2 separate regions of the Mus musculus genome follow, and region 1 is linked to region 2. The links are chromatin contacts, called in public HiChIP or PLAC-seq maps. All regions are on one chromosome and are shown on one strand. The core of a region is the stretch at or near the end of the contact, and the rest is flanking DNA. Distances in the headings are between cores, read along the strand shown. Region 1 holds the start of Dnajb3 (DnaJ heat shock protein family (Hsp40) member B3). Region 2 holds the start of Inpp5d (inositol polyphosphate-5-phosphatase D).

Evidence for each region. HiChIP or PLAC-seq counts read pairs in DNA pulled down with a chosen protein or histone mark.
Region 1: a contact with region 2 is called in an H3K27ac HiChIP or PLAC-seq map of microglia, with 5 times the contacts expected there. The contact joins the promoter of Dnajb3 here to the promoter of Inpp5d in region 2. A contact is called at or near these places in 3 of 115 datasets of contacts at active chromatin or transcription factors (bone marrow-derived macrophages, double positive thymocytes and microglia).

Annotation. Positions count from the first base shown.
Region 1 is chr1:88,203,971-88,207,032 of GRCm38.p6, forward strand. Dnajb3 (DnaJ heat shock protein family (Hsp40) member B3) reads right to left here and starts at 1,778. Exons shown (of 1, transcript NM_008299.3): 1 at 762-1,778. The coding sequence starts at 1,708. The coding sequence ends at 980. All of the region lies in intron 1 of Ugt1a10 (UDP glycosyltransferase 1 family, polypeptide A10), which reads left to right. The region is part of intron 1 of Ugt1a9 (UDP glucuronosyltransferase 1 family, polypeptide A9); the gene reads left to right. All of the region lies in intron 1 of Ugt1a8 (UDP glucuronosyltransferase 1 family, polypeptide A8), which reads left to right. It also overlaps Ugt1a7c, Ugt1a6b, Ugt1a6a, Ugt1a5 and Ugt1a2.
Region 2 is chr1:87,618,955-87,621,654 of GRCm38.p6, forward strand. It overlaps Inpp5d (inositol polyphosphate-5-phosphatase D), which reads left to right and starts at 1,358. Exons shown (of 27, transcript NM_010566.3): 1 at 1,358-1,677. The coding sequence starts at 1,535.

The DNA of each region.
Region 1 (3,062 bases), core at 528-3,027, 590 kb after region 2:
CCTCTTTGGAGAGAATTACAAAGCATGGCATCTAAAACCTATTCCGATCCATTTTGCTTCCATGCCTTATGAAGTCTTCCTAAATAACACTGAAGTGAGGTAGATTATTCTGTGTTGTATTCTCTAAAGGCAACATCTTCTGCGAGGTCTAGGAAGCACCCAACTGTGGTATAGAATGGACTCTATTGCATATATATATACAACCAAGGAGCTTGTATATCCTTCAAAAGGCACTTCTCACTTCCAGCATCTTCCACTGTTGTAGAACAAACTTAGGCACTAACCAGCCAAATGTTGAGACCTTGACTGATAAACATAACCCCAAACCTTCAGAGAGAGCACTATCCTAGGAATCCTCCTTTTTGCCCATTGAAGTGAATTTCAGACTTCTACAAAACATGGGAAGAATAAGTGTGATATACACACTACCAAGTTCGTGGTAATTTGTTGCAGCAATAACAAGAATATACTTAAGTCTACTTTCTTCAGTTTAGCTGCTTAGTTTTAGCCTTTCATTTAAACAGTAGTCAACTGTTCCTATGTCAGCATGACTTTAGGTAAACTAAAAGCCACTCTTTTCAACTTAGCTATCTTAAACGAAAGACTCAATATATGCCCATCTTTCACCTTGGTGCGCATGTGGGGAAGTGGAGCTATAAAGTTCAAGGAAAGCTCTGAGTCGAATGTTCAACAAAATGGAGATTGTGTGGTTTTAGGTGTTGTGAACAGTGTTTCCTAGCACTAGAACATAACAGTGGTCTGCCTCAGGATTAAGTTTAATAAGTGCCAAAGGCATACAGATATTTACAACAGGCATAAAGACCAAGAGAGATCCTATCCCTGCGATCCCAACAATAACAAGAGGCACCGACATGAGCTGCATATAATGTCTGGAATACAGTTGTTCTGAAAGTAGAGTTCCCTTGAAAACGCGTTTAAACAAAAAAGTCCTGATAGTCCTTAAAAGACACTTTAGTCTTTACTGAGTATTGATGCGAAGCAGCTGCTCTTTGCCATTAATTATCAGGGACTTTAACTCTCCATCTTCTTCCACTTCCACCCTTTCTTGACCATTCTCAACGATTCTCTTGGTGGTGATTTTTTTGCCATTAATTATTTCGGTGGAGGTTGACACCGACTTGTAGTTGCCTGCCGCCCCACCGCCGCAAGACATGGAGAAAGAAGAAAGGCCCGAGTTTCCTGGAGAACCGAAGGATGTGAATCCAGTATCTAACGAAGCGAAGCCACCCCCAAATCCTGGGAATTCGGTAAAGGAGGTAGAGAAGGGTACAGCCCCTCGGCTTCTGCTTCCACGGGTGCTCCTCCGATCCCCAAAAAAGTTCTCAAGGGGGTCTCCCCCGAAGAAGTCGAAGGAGAAAGGGTCGTGGCCCCCGAAGAACTCCCTGAAGACCTCCGCGGGGTCTCGGAAGGAGAAGACGTACTGGAAGGCATCGTGGAACGGGCTGCCCGCCGCGCCGCCTCCGCCCACCTCGCCCACTTCGCCGCAGCGGTCGTACACCTCGCGCTTGCGGACGTCCGATAAGACCTCGTAGGCCTGCGCCACCTGCTTGAACCGCCTCTCGGCCTCCTCCTTGTGCTCGGGGTTCTTGTCCGGGTGCCACTTGAGCGCAAGCTTGCGGTACGCCTTGCGGATGGCCTCGGCTGAGGCCTGCCGCGGCACGCCCAGCACCTCGTAGTAGTCCACCATGGCGGCTGGCCGGCCCGCGGCCTCGGCGCTGGAGCGGCGGTGGCAGCTGCTGAACGCCCGCCTACCGGCCGGCGCCACACTCCCTTGTGACGCAAACGTCTCTCATTGGCGGAGGCGGGCGGTGCCTCAGCCTATCAGAATGGAGGGCCCAGGGATCCGTTGTGCTCCCAGAGATGCTCAGTGACGCTTAAAGACAGGACCGAGTCTAGTATCCTTGCAGTGGTGATTGGGTTGTCCTATGGTAGGGCGAACAAAGGACGACTTAGGGGAGAGAGGCTTTGACTCTGGCTGCTATAGAAAAGTACTATTTCACCCTTCCCCGCACCTTCGCCTTCTCTCTACCTCTCCTTTTTTTCACTCTTCTCCTTTCCCTCTTCTCCTGATGCTGCTCGCCCTTCTCTCCCCGGCTGTGTAGCTCAGACTGGCCTTAAACTTGCAGTAATGCCCTGCTGCCTCAGCATCGTGCATTGTGGCACAAGTGTGCCTCACAAAACTGGATTTTTTAAATGGATTTTTGTGCCCTGCCCCAAGCTGTCTTTTCGTCAGCCAGGCAGGAAATTAGGAAGGTTGTCAGGATTATGTTTTGTCTGACCCTGAGCCTGGTCTGAAGGACAGTGGCTTGTGAAGGACTCAGGTTCTTAAACATTTTTGGCCATAGGACATCCCCCCCCCTTTCATTTATATGGCTCTAAGAGAAAGTAAAGCAATGAAAAACATATCTATTAAATACACACTAGCATAAAACATGTTCTGAGAAAATAACTTCTTCAAAACAAAACTTCAGAAGGGTGATGTGTGTTTGTGTTCTTCAAATCACTCCAGCATTGGGCTTCATAGAGCTGGATTCTTCTGCAATCTATTTTGATCTCATAGAGTAACCTTTGGAAAACTCCACCATATGCCTATGAGAAAATTAGATCTTTAAAAGTTAATATTTCTGTTAATGGAAATAGTTTCAACCTTGTAACATTCCTCTGAAAGGTCCTTGGGGGATCTTCAGGGTTCTAGTTTATACTTGGAGAACCATTGTTGTTCTGAACAAAAATAATTGGAACTTGTGGCTGTTTTTGAAGCACCTTAGGTGAAATGTTCTTGTTGCCACTAATACTGTTGTAGTATGACTCTGGCCTTCCTTCTGCCTTTGCTTGACACTTGCTTTTATCCCCACTTTCTTGAGGGCTTTTTTTTAAAAAACAAACAAACAAAAACCACTGTATTACCTTATTTGATCAGTGGTGAGGCAACATGTATCTCTAAAGATTACTTAGTTCTAAAGGAAATGGTTAACCAGTAAATGTTTAAAGATTCTATCATGAAGGGTACTAGGTCTAATCAGAAATTCTAGTATGCCAGA
Region 2 (2,700 bases), core at 108-2,607:
TAAGCCGAATAAACCCTTTCCTCCCCAACTTGCTTCTTGGTCATGATGTTTGTGCAGGAATAGAAACCCTGACTAAGACAATGTGTTAGACAGAGATTTCCTAAGGAGGGCTGCATGGGGTACTGTGAACTTGAGAGGACTCCATGAAGGGTCCCTTGTAGAGTTAGAGTTAACATCTTCAGCCTCCAGGTGGCAAAATCAGAATGTAGACGTGAGCTCTTGTCGAGACCATGTCCCCTCCCTCTGGCTCAGGACCTGGCTGGAGTACTCTACCCACTCTCAGATTTCCCACCAGCTGTGCCCTGCAGGCCCCAAGCTCCTGCCATGGATGACATCAACACAGCTCCCATGTCCTCCACACACCAGAGCTCCTTTCTGAATTACACCCTGCAGTCTAAAGAAAACTGAGGCTGAGAGCGATAAGCTCAACCAAGCTCCAGTATGTGCGTGCATGTGTGTGTAGGGGGGTGCCTGGCTTAGGTCTGTTGTCACATCTAACGTGACAAGGTTCAGATGAAGGAGTGAACAATCACCACTTCTGCCGTAAGCCAGCACTTCCCTTGGTGGGCCTGGCCTGAGGAACAAGGTCACCCAGCTCTGGGATCAAAGGGACAGTGGCTACCTTAGTACCTGCAGAACTCAGCTAGTACTGAACGGTGACCTTTAAGGGGTGAGCAAACATAGCCATGTCTAGCCACAGAGGGAATAGCCTGACTGGCCATTTGGGCTTCTGCAGTGCAGAACGCGGTAACATATATCACCAAAGTGGCCAGCTTGCACCATAGGGACATGTAAGCCCTTCCGTGAGCCCCAGGTGCCCAGCAGAGGTCCAGAGGGGCCAAACCAGACTGTTTTAGCTAGGGAATAGTGTTGCTCACAGTGGGCTGGGTCTTCTGACATCAACTAGCTTCATTAAAACAACCCCTACAGATGTATCCACAGGCTAGCCCAATGCAGACGTTCCCTCATGGAGATTCTCTTCCTGGGCAATCCTATGTTGTGTCAAGTTGACAGTTAAAGCTCACCATCACAAGTATGCTGGGTGGCGCTGGGGAAAACTGTGACCACCCTTGTGGACATCAGCAAAGGTTTCTGAGAGCCATGCCTTTGGCCTATTCACAAATGTTGGGCCAGGCTTGAGAAGTCAGCCATGAAACCTGACGCTAAAAGAGCCCTTGCGTCCCTCGTGTGGAACTTCGGCTGATAATGGACGCTTCTGGAGGTTAGGTCCCATTCAGGGGAAATAGAGAGCCAGTGAGTGAGAGGGTGGAGCAGGCAGCCAGTGCTGGCTGGGTGGGAAGGTAGATGATGCCCCCCCCCCACTTGGTTTCTATAATGAGGAAGTTCTGTGCAGCTCAGTTTCCTCTCCCTCGCTGAGTGCCTGAAACAGGAAGTCAGTCAGTTAAGCTGGTAGGAGCAGCAGAGGCAATTTCTGAGAGGCAACAGGCGGCAGGTCTCAGCCTAGAGAGGGCCCTGAACTACTTTGCTGGAGTGTCCGTCCTGGGAGTGGCTGCTGACCCAGTCCAGGAGACCCATGCCTGCCATGGTCCCTGGGTGGAACCATGGCAACATCACCCGCTCCAAGGCAGAGGAGCTACTTTCCAGAGCCGGCAAGGACGGGAGCTTCCTTGTGCGTGCCAGCGAGTCCATCCCCCGGGCCTACGCACTCTGCGTGCTGTGAGTACCCGTCTCCTCCCAACTGTCAGATCCAGGGACCACTGAGGTGTGGATCCAAAGGGGGAACCCCTGTAATGGGAGTTTGAGTTAGGTTTATGTCATAGGATGGTGGGACGTGACTGGCACTTCGTTGCCCTGTGGGGAGGGGAGAAGGGGGGGCAGCATCTGAGGCCCACTTTGGACCTTGGCGTTCGAGTTCAGGGAGCCTGTGTCATGACAGGCTTGTGTGGTGCTAGGGCTCTCTGAGTGACTCTGGGCCTCCCCTATACTGCAGCCCTCCATGACCTGTGGTGCCAGGGGTCTCCGTGAGTTCCTGTGGCAGGAGCAGGGACAGAGTCAGGAAGAAACTCAGGCCTCTCTGGTGGAGGGTGTATTGGAATGCATTTTGGTCAGCTCAAGCGTCAGTCAGGGACTCAGTGAAGGGCAACCTTGGCAAAAGGGTCCCCTCCTCCACCCTGCTAGTATGTGGTCTTAGAGCTAATTCTATTTGGGGAGCTGAGTCCGGGGTGCATTTAATCAGGATAGGATTCCTCGTGTACACATTTTACTCTAGGCTGCAAGGACACAGGAAGCCACAGAGCTGCTCTCTGAGTAGGTCTCTGTCCCTCCTTGCACTCAGCTATGTCCCTCCCTATCCAGGTCTCTGCCCCCGTTGGTACCCCCCCACAGCCCAGTGTGAAGATGTTGCTGAATATGCTGGTTATCCTAACAACAGAGGAAACAGCCACTTGCTGAAGGTTCCTTTTTAACACTCCGTCCGTCTAGCGTCTTCTGAGGAAGGCCGCCACCCCTATAGTCCTGTGGTCAGACCCTGTCCAGGCTTCAGGCTGGAGCAGGGCAGGAACACTGTCAGGAAGGGTGTGCCTACTTGAACAGCACAGGTACCATCTGATAGATTGTCCCTGGACTGAGAGAAAGATCTTTCAGAGCAGCTAGCTGCCCCCCCCCCAATCTTCATGCAGGAGGGAAGTGGGTGACTGACCACAGACTGTTCTGAGCTCTGACTCATGTTGGGACCTGCTG